2 separate regions of the Mus musculus genome follow, and region 2 is linked to region 1. The links are chromatin contacts, called in public HiChIP or PLAC-seq maps. All regions are on one chromosome and are shown on one strand. The core of a region is the stretch at or near the end of the contact, and the rest is flanking DNA. Distances in the headings are between cores, read along the strand shown.

Region 1 (5,791 bases), core at 1,651-4,150:
GTATCCGCCCTGCTATGTGCATGACGTTAGTTTCTGGGTAGATGAAAAGAAAGCATTTGATGAACTGGAGTTTCACACTGTGGCCCGAGCGGTGTCTCAGGACACTGTCGTGTCTGTACAGTACCGTGATCGTTTTCAGCATCCAGAGACTCGGCAGGTCAGTCTCTGCTATAGACTGACCTATCAGACTTGTGATAAGGCTCTCACCCCACAGCTGGCAGCAGCAATGCAGTCCCAGTTCAGAAAAGAGATTCAAAGACAGCTACATGTTTCACCTCGATAGGTTAGTGACAGCTTTCTGCAGTGTTTGTTGTATGTGGGTGAAAAAGAACAACTTGAAACTTGTTCCTTTCTGGACTCTTGTGGTTTTGTTTTGTGTTTGTGTGTGTGTGTAAAAAAGTTTTGTTTTTGTTTTTGATTTTGTTTTTTTTTTTGTGTGTGTGACCCAAGTAGTGTTGATGGCCCCTAAAGATGCCTGTGAACATCATTTAATGCATAGGCTGGCTGGCCGTGGAGGTAGTGGTGGTGCCCTTTGATCCCGATGCTTAGGAGACCTGCCAAGGCTACATAGTGAGACCTTGTCTTAAAAAACCAAACCAGGTGGGGCAGTCTCTGGATGGCCATTCCTTCAGTCTCTGCTCTATACTTTGTCTCTGTATCTCCTCCCATGGGTATTTTGTTCCCCCTTCTAAGAAGGACTGAAGTATCCACAGTTTGGTCTTCCTTCTTCTTGAGTTTCTTGTGTTTTGTGAATTGTATCTTGGGTATTCTGAACTTTGGGCTACTATCCACTTATCAGTGAGTGCATATCATGTGTGTTCTTTTGTGATTGGGTTACCTCACTCAAGATAATATCCTTCAGATCCATCCATTTGCCTAAGAATTTCATGAATTCATTGTTTTTAATAGCTGAGTACTCCATTGTGTAAAATTTTCTGTACACATTTTCTGTATCCATTCCTCTGTTGAGGGACATCTGGGTTCTTTCCAGCTTCTGGCTATTATAAATAAGGCTGCTATGAACATAGTGGAGCATGTGTCCTTACTACATGTTGGAGCATCTTCTGCGTATATGCCCAGGAGTGGTATGGCTGGACTGCCCCACCTGGGGATCCATCCCATATACAATCACCAAACCCAGACACTATTGCAGATGCCAACAAGAGCTTGCTGACAGGAGCCTGATATAGCTGTCTCCTGAGAGGCTCTGCCAGTGCCTGACAAATACAGAAGTGGATGTTCACAGCCATCCATTGGACGGAGCACAGGTTCCCCAATGAAGGAGCTAGAGAAAGGACCCAAGGAGCTGAAGGGGTTTGCAGCCCCATAGGAGGAACAACAATATGAACTAACTTGTACCCCCAGAGCTCCCTGAGACTAAACCACCAATCAAAGAAAACACGTGGTGGGACGTGGGACTCATGGCTCTAGTTGCATATGTAGCAGAGCATGGCCTAGTTGGTCATCAGTGGGAGGAGAGGCCCTTGGTCCTGTGAAGGTTCTATGCCCCAGTGTAGGGGAATGCCAGGGCCAGGAAGCAGGAGTGAGTGAGTTGGTGAGCAGGGGGAGGGGGATTTTCAGAGGGGAAACCAGGAAAGGGGATAACATTTGAAATGTAAACGTAGAAAATATCTAATAAAAAACAAACAAACAAACCAACCAAACAAAAATACCCCTTCAGACTGGTGGCTGGTGACTTTATTGTAGTTCAGCTTTTTGATCCTGAGAAAAAAACAAACAAAACAAGTACTTCAATATATACACCACACTTTCAGTTCCTCTTTCTGACTTTGTGGAATTTATGAGCGTTTTATCACATGTGTTACACATTTGGGATTAACATCATGATACTGCTATCTTTCATCATTGGCTATTGAAGTCAGAGAACCCTAAGTGTCAGAGCTAGGCTTGACATTTGGGCCTGTCTGACCAAAGCGCTTCTCTGCTCACATCCTTACTGTTCTTTCCTTAGTCTTCATCAAAGGCTACATAAGGATACACGTGTGTTCTACTGGTTGGATGTGGGCTTGGTAATTAATGACTGTGTGTGGGAACTGGTGTATATGATCAGTCTCCATTTTTACGATGTAGGAAGTGGCATTATAACCTTTTGTTTAACTCTGTCAAGCTCAATGTTCCCTCTAGAATCCTGTATGCATTTCTACTGGTAGGCAGCACTGCTGTCAGGATTGGGTGAGCAATCTGCTGGAGTTGTCTTTGTAAAGGGTCTCTGTGAAAGGCCCCTGAAACCAAGTCTGGACGCCCCCCCCCCCCCTTAAAAAAAAAACCCGCTTCCAACAAGAGCTTCTCTTTTCTATTTTTTCCTTTCCTTTCCTTCTCTTTTCTTTCTCTTTCTCTCTCTCTCTTTCTTTTTTTGTTGTTAATGTAGTGAGAATAGTATGTGTTTGTAAAGGATTCTCAATTGGAATATAGCTCCTCCATTTATTACCCAAGCAACTTTGGACCTTGGTTTCCTTAGCAGTAAAGGCAAGGAGGCAGAGAGAATTAAAAAGCATGTATGAAAAAAAACCAAAAACAAACAAAAAAATCACCTCCAGCCAGCCGTGTTGTAGCAACGTCAGTGACATCTGCCTGCTTGAACGATCTGCGTAGCATTTCTTCAGGTTTTCACTTCTCAGTCTGAATCCTGGCCTCACTGGTTTGTCTCTTAGGAACTATTAGCTGCCTCCATCTCTCTCAACAAGACAAGGCAAGGTGTTAAATGTTAAAGCAACCTTTTAGAGACCTCTCCTTGGGTAGGCAGCTGTGCTATACCTCCACACACTACTACACTGTAGCGTTGGCAAGATGGAGTGCTGAGAAGTGGAGGAAGCAAATTATAAAGGAAGGACGAAATACCCAGAGTCAGAAGTAGGAGAGCAAGCGAAATCTGCCGTTCCGGCCTTCGCCTCAATTGGTCCATTGGCACAGTATTTCAGTTTTTATTGCGCATGTCGAGGCGTTTTGTCCCTCGGCGGACACCGTTTTCCAGCCAAGCAATGTCTGCGCCTTCGCCGATTTCGTAGCGTGCCGAGTTCTATCCTTTCCCCGACGCTGGGCATGGCGAGCCGAAGGGCCCGGCAGCGCCTCAAGGGTGGCGGCGGCGGTGGCGGCGGCGGTGGGGATGCGGGCCCGGCGGCGGAGAAGCTGGAACAGCTCGGCAGCCGGGAGGCAGGCGCAGAGCCGCGGCCAGAGTACGTGTGCGGTCGGAGGGCGTGGCCGGCGGGTGGGTCGGGCGGCTCCGGGGGTCTCCTCCAGGGCTCTGGCTCACCCGGAGGTCTCCGCGGGGGCTCTGGCTCACCCGGGGGTCTCCGCGGGGGCTCTGGCTCACCCGGGGGTCGGCTCCCCACCGGGCCTCTGCGCTCACCCGGGGGTCGGCTCTCCGTTGCGAGCTGGGGCTCTTTGCCTGGGGTCTGCTCTTTGCTGCGAGCCGTGCGGCTTTGCTCCTCGCCGGGGGTCTGCTTTCCGCCGGCATCTCGGCTGCCACCCGGCGCTCTTACTCCTGCCCCTCGTGGGAGCGTCCCACTTGGCGTCGATCATCGCCCCTCCGCAGCAGATCCCTGCATCTTTGCAGCCAGGGTCTGCCATGCTTCGGGTTCAAGTCCACACGAGCAGGCTTCGTGCTGGTAGAGTTAGCAGAACCTCTGTGAGAGCCCTTGGTATGCCTTTTACATCTGAGTCTCACTGCGGTTTACTGTTTTCTCCCTCCCTCTAGGCTTCCAGCCCTAGAACCCCTCAGCCTCGCAGCCGGTAGCCTGTAGGTTAGGTCTGCGTTAAAGTGGCTGTTAGTATATGGGAACAGAGGCGGTCTGCACGTGCGTCTTATATTAAGCCTCATTCATTTGAAGGAGGAGGGAAGAGATAAAGCCATGACAAGGAATGACTTTAAGGAAGAAATGGAGAGAGAGAGAGAGAGAGAGAGAGAGAGAGAGAGAGAGAGAGAGCACTGTGGTCTTCATGCGAGTGATTAGTTGGCTTGAGGTGAAACAGGCCAAGGTGTATGAATTAGTGTGTACCTTAGAAGCAGGAAGTGGACGGTGCGATTGGAAACGCAATTCCTTATTCACTCTCAAGGATAACAAAGCCTTAGTTCTTTTAGGTGAATGGTTTTATTGCGGCGCTGTCTTTTGCCATTCCTGTCTTTCCTGTCTGGGTTTTAGTCTTCCCTAGCAGGACCTTCCTGATAAGACGATTGATTTTGCTTTTTCCTTCTGGGCAGGTCTGGAAATAAAGCAGGGCAAGTCTGGGCCCCTGAAGGATCCACTGCTTTCAAGTGTCTGCTCTCAGCGAGGTTGTGCGCAGCCCTTCTGAGCAACATCTCGGACTGTGATGAAACATTCAACTACTGGGAACCAGTAGGTGATCTCGTTAGCTGGGCTTTAGTTTTTGCAATCCTAGGGATCTAACCCATGGTTTTGGGCATTTGAAGCAATACTTTATCAGTGGGCTACATCCCTCGCCCCTAGTTCTGGGATTTTGGCCTTTGATCTTGATTTGGTACTTAGGACAAATTAAACATGTAGAATGTAAGTGTGGAAAATATTAAAATACATTGTTTTCATTTTTATATCTTAAAAACTGTTGGTTTATGGTTGTAAGGAGGATTATAGTTCACATCCCAGCAGCTCAAATTTAGGCGACTTCAGCTCCAAGACAAAATATGACAGCCCAGCGTGGTGGCCCATGCCTTTAATCACAGCACTCTGGAGGCAGAGGCAGGCAGCTCTTATGAGTTCTAGGCCAGCCTGGGTTACACAGAGAGACCCTGTCTCAAAATAGAACTAATCTGATGTCCTCATCTGGTCTCTAGGCACACAAATGTATACCTACACTCATGCAGATATACTCGCAAATAAAATAGGTCTTAAAAGAAAGCCCATATTGTTGATTTAATTACTATTAAAGTCTATGACCTTTAGCTGGTATACTCAAAGGTGATATTTACAATTATCTTTTAAATGGTTTTGCAAGTCTAAGTAATACTTGTGGGTATAGGTTTTAAAGCTAATGATTACTCCAAAACTTGAGGGAAATAAACTTAGGCATTTTCCTCAGGTCAGTCCCATTTCTTAGACAGAAGCCACATTCTTCCACCTTTCTAAGTTTATTTCTTCTTATGTTTGCCAAAATTGTTGTGCTGGCTAGTTTTATGTCAGCTTGACACAGGCAGTCATTAGAAAAGGAGGGAGCCTCAACTGAGAAGATGCCTCCATGAGACCCAACTGTAGGGCAAGTCTGTAGGGCATATTCTTAGTTAGTGTTTGATGGGGGAGGGTCCTGCCTACTCTGGGTGGTGCCATCCCTGGGCTGGTGGTCCTGGGTTCTATAAGAAAGCAGGCTGAGCAAGCCACAGGGATCAAGCCAGTAAGCAGCACCCTCCATGGCCTCTGCCTGAGCTCCTGCCTCAGGTTCCTGCCCTGCTTGAGTTCCTGTCTTCACTGCATTTGATGATTAACTGTCACATGGAACTGAATTTCCATCTATTGGTTTGTCTTGTCCAACTTCGATGTGGTAGTTTTTGTTTTATCTTATTATATTTTATCTTGATTTTTTAAAAAAAATGAATGAATGAAAACCTAGCCACTAACATAAAGGTAAACTGTCATTTGTCCATATTGAGAGAGGGAAAATCAGTTTTGTCCAGTAAAGTGACACTGGATATACAACCACTCCAGGACAGGCCTCATGCTCAGGAGTAGTTGACCACCATATAATGGACTCCAGTTTTGTTGTGTGTGCTTTTATTTGGTTACAGTTTGGTGTTTGTTTGTTTGTTTTTCCCTTTTTGAGT
Region 2 (5,431 bases), core at 527-3,026, 400 kb after region 1:
TCTCACAGGGACTGGAGGAAAAGAATTAAGACGTGTAGGGCAGGATTTGAATATAATACCGAGGGTCTGGTTTGGAGAAGAATGTGAAGATCTCATTGTAGATGGTGGTGGAGGCAGTTAGTTAAGGGCATAGACATGTAATAAATTAGCTAAATTCTTTATTCCTTCCTTGACATCTTACTTAGCTAAGGCTAGCCTTTCCATCTCCCTCTCCCTCTCCTGCTGTGTTAGGGGTATACATATGTGCACCTATGTGTCAGCCTTGGATGTTGTTCTTTAAGGACAATCATCCACATTTTTGTAAGACAAAACAAAACTTATTTATTCTTCCACAATTACACACACACACACACACACACACACACACACACACACACACAGAGAGAATTTCTAATCTGTATGTCCTCAAACTCTACTTACTTGTGGGCAGCACCAACTCAAGAGATTTTAGTCTGAATATTTCCCTGAACATGTGGGTGAAGAAAATAGGATCTCTGGTCAAAACACTTTCCCTGTAGCTCTGCCTTGCTTTGTCATGGCTACTTTCTAGACCTTGTAGAACATAAGTGGGTGATTCTATTGCTTTGGGACATCTCTCTGCTGGGCTGTGTGTGTCCTCAGTCAGGAGGGTTAGGGACAATAAAATATGACTTGTCAAGTGATGCCATTTTCACTCTTGCTGTCTCGGGATGCTTCAAAGAATACATGTCTATGCAGAAGGGAAGAGACTCCGGCTTTTCTGCTTTCGGGTCTCATGAATCTGACTGACCCCTATTGCTGTGGCATCCCTAAACTGCTAAGACATCCTATGAAGGCTCCCCTCGGACCTCCACTTAGATGTAGCTACCAAACGTGTTTTTCGTCTTTATTAATCTTCATCTCTTCTCACGTTTCTCGGGTCACAGCTGCATTGTTATCTGATGGGCTTGCTGCCAGCACCATGAAGCCTGACAGTTACAAAGAGTGGATTAGTTGCAAAGGACTATTTATTAGAAAAAGTCCCTTTTTTTTTCTTTTTCTTTTTCTGTTGTCTTATGTGGTGTTGGCCATGTATTGCCTGCATGAGATAAGAGGCTTGTTCTGGGAGTGATGAGCAAAAGTCTGGGTGAGCAAGCATGGCCCTCCTTGCCTGCTACGGTTCATCTCCCCTGGCCTCTCCTGGGAGGTCCTAAAGGTCTATAATCAAGCTGCCTTTCTTCAAAAGGAGGAGGTGTGTGCCTGTGTGTGTGTGTGTGTGTGTGTGTGTGTGTGTGTGTGTGTGTGCCTGTGTGTGTGCCTGTGTGTGTGTGTGCCTGTGTGTGTGTGTGTGCCTGTGTGTGTGTGTGTGTGTGTGTGCACGCGCACGTGTGAATTGTCTTCACCTTTTTTATTACCTTCAGAGCTGGAGAGGAGTAGAGAACAGATCATTGGTCAACGATTTCAATTTAATAGTTCCTTTTGCAAGGGTAAAAGAGTAGGTAGGGGGTTGGGTTTACAGCATTGTGAGAGAAAAGAGACATTTCAGTAAACCATAGAGATAGGCAGGGTCTTTTTCTTTACCTTTTTATGAAGAAATGCTGCTATAAACACATTTTAAGGTCTCAAAAGAAGTGAACTTATTTGTGGGGAGCCAGTTTTACTTCTGTTTCTGAGACTTCACTGATGGGTCATGCATTGAAGAAGGCTATTTGCCTGGTAACTGTCCTGATGGAAACCCTTAGGCTCCGGGACAGCCTAGAGGACCTGGTCTGTTGGTACATGTGTACTCTGAGTCACCTCTGGGGAGATGTCAGCTTTCTCATCCTAGCCCTGGGGGCTGGTTGGGTCAGGCCTGTCCAGGCATGTCTGTTTCTTGATGTAGGAAGAGGTAAGAAGTTATGGGTGCTGGTAAGAAAGTAACTTCTGGTGTAGTGATGGTCACTATCTGGAAGCTGGGCCTTTCTAGTCCTTCAATTACTGGGAAAAGCTAAGGAGTTAGGGTCTCTAGAAAGTGAAGATGAAGTCACTGTTGGACAAGAACTCCAGGTAAACTGCCAGCACTGCAAAGGACATTGGTGATGGAACCCCATTGTGCACCCTCCCAACAGGCGCACCACACAGACCTAAGGGTGTGTCCCCATCACAAGATCATATATGGCCCAGGCTAATGTTAAGCCCACCAGTGTGGCTTCAGATGATCTTGAACTCCTGATCTTCCTGTCTCCACCTTCCAAGTTCTAGTGTTACAGTATTATTTGGGACCACAGGCAGTTTATGGGATGGCAGGGTTTGAACCCAAGGCCTTGTACATACTAGGCAAGCATACTACCGACTGAAGCATATCTCCAGTCACAGACATGCTTTCTCCATTATGTGTTCCCTGGGGGAAGGGTTAAGGCTTTTGAAAGTGAACTCATTTTTCCAAAGGGCTTAGAGTAGAGGTAGTACTAGGACCTCAAGAAATGTGATTGCTTACAAGCCAGCCCCTCTCCCCTCGTTGCTTGGCTACCTACATTCTCTTCTTCCTGATTTCTCAGCTATCGTTCACTGGATGGACCGCCCTAGGCCTCACTGGTAGGTCAGACTCAGAGGGTGCATATCAACTCATCAGGTCCTCTGTCACTGCAGCATCTTCTTGACTCCCTTATGATCTGATGATGTCACCAGTATCATAGGACTCACCTTGGCTTGGGTCTAGCTCAGTTTCATTGCTTCCCATGTCTCGTCCTCTATGTCTAGCCAGCTCCCAAATTGAGTATAATGGCCGTCCTTAATCAAAGAGATATGTTATGCAATCCCAGCAGATTCCCAAAACCACAAAGAGTACTGAATCTATATATATATTTTTTTTTTCCTTCATATACTTTTATGCTAAAGTTTAATTTATAAATGAGGTATGGTAGGTGACTGACAGTAAATGATAACATAATTATTTATAAAACTACTATAATAAAATTTGTATGAGTGCTTCCTCTCTCTCAAATACTGTATTTATGCTGCACTTAACTTCTTCACCCTTTGATGATGCGAGATAGCATAATGTCTATGATGAGATGAAGTGACACATCATGATCTATCATCAGGTTGATATGTAAGGGTTATCTCCATTATAAGCGCTGTGATACTGAGACTGTCAACCTGATATCTGAGACACTAAGTGTGTAATGGGCATAGTCCATTAGTACACAGCTTGAGTGACATTCTGGACAAGATGGAGCAGGATGCTGTAAGATTTTAGCAGGTTATTCAGATTTTATTGGATCAAAGGCAACTGCTAGCACACACAGTGGAATCTTGATAATGGGGGATTACTGTAACGTCTACTTGAGCAGCACTCAGTATCCTTGGTACCAGACTGTGAAATTGACTGTGGATGGGAGTTACCCTAAGATTAACCACAGAGCCTCCATCTTCCTTACAACCACATGCTCTTCTGACCACTTCTGACTGTTTCACAGTGTTGGTTGGGGTAGCAGAGACTAATGTTTTCCCCCAAGACTTTGGGCTTCTTGTGTGTGGTTTCTGAAACTGTGGAAGCTATGAAGGGGTTTCATGGTGACTCAGTACCTAAACAGGGATGTCGGGCTCTCTGAGTTCCTACCCTGGCAGGACTTGGGGAAGGGCTCAGGCCTCTGGGACTTCTGGATCCAAGGCCTTTCCTTCTGACCATAGCTCATACATCTTTCCCAAGGTGGAGTTTTGCAGAAGGACCTATGTGCACCCTCAGTCCACCTCAGCTTGTTCATGTATATATGTTCAGACATATAGAGGTTTTTTTTTGGGGGTTATCTAGATGTCAGGGTACTTTGAGAATAATGTATGTTATATTTCATATAGTTACTTCTGTGACATGTCCCTGGACATTGTCAGTTTGTGTTTAGTTGTGAGTAGTGTTTTGTAACACCTTTGGGGGAAGGTAAGCCAGCTCTCTAGAAGGCTGTCAGCCTGGCTGTTTAACTGAGTTGCTCGGCATATTTGATTCTTTGAGCTTGACATATTTTGAACCCCCAAACTCACCCCATCAGTATGGTCTAGCACTGAATTAAGGACCTATCCTAGTTTATAATTTAAACTTTTCTCCACCCCCCACTTTAGCCAAGGTCTTACTTTATAGCCCAGATTTGGTCTCTTGCCTCAGACTCCTCGGTGTTTGGATCCCAGGTCTGCATCGCCATGCTTGGCTTTTGTTTTGAGTTTTCAGTTGTCTGGGGATCCCCAGCACTTACATAAAGGACTTTGGCTCCTCTAATCTCCAGGATGAAGCTATGCATATGAGAGAGTTGTAGATTGTGGGTGAGCTTGGGGTACTCCTGAAAACTAATTTTTCTAGACAGCCAGTGGAGAGAGTCCCATCCCCACACTCTCCCTGGGTACCCCCACCACATGAGCTGTCAGTAGGGGGAGCCCCATTACTTATGGAGGCTCTCCTAGCAGAATCTGGGTGCAGAGTGTGTTTAGAGTCAGAGAAACTCCCTGAGGGGTAGCTAGTGGGCTTTACCTTCCTCAAGAACAACCCCGATGTATACTGCAAAGGATAAATCAGGAGTCAGCAGCATAGGGACTTGGCTAGAAAAGAAGTGGAAGTCCACTGTTGTGGTTATGTTTTCTTAAGTGTCCCCCAAAAGGCCATGTGCTGAAGGCATGGTCCCCAAATGTGGCAATATTTTGAAGTGGGCCTTTGAGAGGCGACTGGATCATGAGGGCTCTGACTTCATGAATGGAAGAATCCATTGATGGATTCAAAGCTTAATGATTATTCAGGAGAGGGACATTTGTTATAGAGGCAAGCACTCTCTTTGCTTCTCAGCCACCATGAGAGGGGAGGCTTTGCAAGCAATGCACTTTTTGTGCTTTGTGACTCAGATGGGAGCCTATAGGGATGTCCTGCTTCTCTGAAAGCACAAGGCTAAATGTTACCTCTGCAAAGCACTTAGATATCTCTGCTTGCTAGAAGCAAAGTATGCTCTAAAATTGCCCAGTTTGGTGTTTGCAAATCCTGATGGGCTCAGACAAAAGGCTGGGTTTACTCTCTGCTTCTAGGTAAAATGAGGTAGGTAGGTGAGTATTCAGGCCAACATAGCCTATTACATCATTATTTCCTCTCCCTTACACTCTTCCATAGCTCACATTGCTCTCAGATGAAAATAAGAATCTTTGTGTCAGTCAGTTTTTCATTGCTGTGACAAAAATACCCAAGGAAAACCAACACAAAGAAGGTTCACCTTGATTCGTGTTGTCAGAGGGTTCAGGCCGTAGTAACTTGGCCCCATGTTTCTTGATCTGTGGTGCATTGTAGTGGAAGGGTGTGGCAAGGAAAGGCACTCACTTATGGAAACTGGGAAGCAGAGAAAGAGGAGCCATAGATGGGCTACATCCTTTTAGGGCACACCCCCGGTGACTCACACTCTTCAACTAGATCCCTCCTAATCTTTTCCCCCACCAAATAATGCCACCAAGTTATAGCTCCATCAAG

The links. HiChIP or PLAC-seq counts read pairs in DNA pulled down with a chosen protein or histone mark.
Region 2: an H3K4me3 HiChIP or PLAC-seq map of the 230-238 cell line shows a contact between it and region 1, with 6 times the contacts expected there. The contact joins the enhancer-like site here to the promoter of Alg9 in region 1. A contact is called at or near these places in 2 of 39 promoter capture datasets (the C10 cell line and pre-B cells), 5 of 115 datasets of contacts at active chromatin or transcription factors (the 230-238 cell line, bone marrow-derived macrophages, embryonic forebrain and 2 more) and 2 of 9 other capture datasets (adipose tissue and liver).

Annotation. Positions count from the first base shown.
Region 1 is chr9:50,772,325-50,778,115 of GRCm38.p6, forward strand. It overlaps Alg9 (asparagine-linked glycosylation 9 (alpha 1,2 mannosyltransferase)), which reads left to right and starts at 2,901. Exons shown (of 15, transcript NM_133981.2): 1 at 2,901-3,194; 2 at 4,220-4,355. The coding sequence starts at 3,061. It overlaps Gm38476 (a long non-coding RNA gene), which reads right to left and starts at 3,215. Exons shown (of 3, transcript XR_379372.3): 1 at 2,553-3,215; 2 at 1,674-1,722. Fdxacb1 (ferredoxin-fold anticodon binding domain containing 1) reads left to right here. Exons shown (of 5, transcript NM_198675.2): 5 at 1-346. The coding sequence ends at 283.
Region 2 is chr9:51,174,160-51,179,590 of GRCm38.p6, forward strand. No RefSeq gene overlaps it. Among named protein-coding and RNA genes, the nearest start is that of Gm32742, 8.1 kb to the left of the region's middle. Within about 2 kb of position 1,777, at least 31 of the 459 cell types and tissues checked have an H3K27ac peak or open chromatin away from gene starts, as enhancers often do. A contact at or near this core is called in the 230-238 cell line, where this site is marked.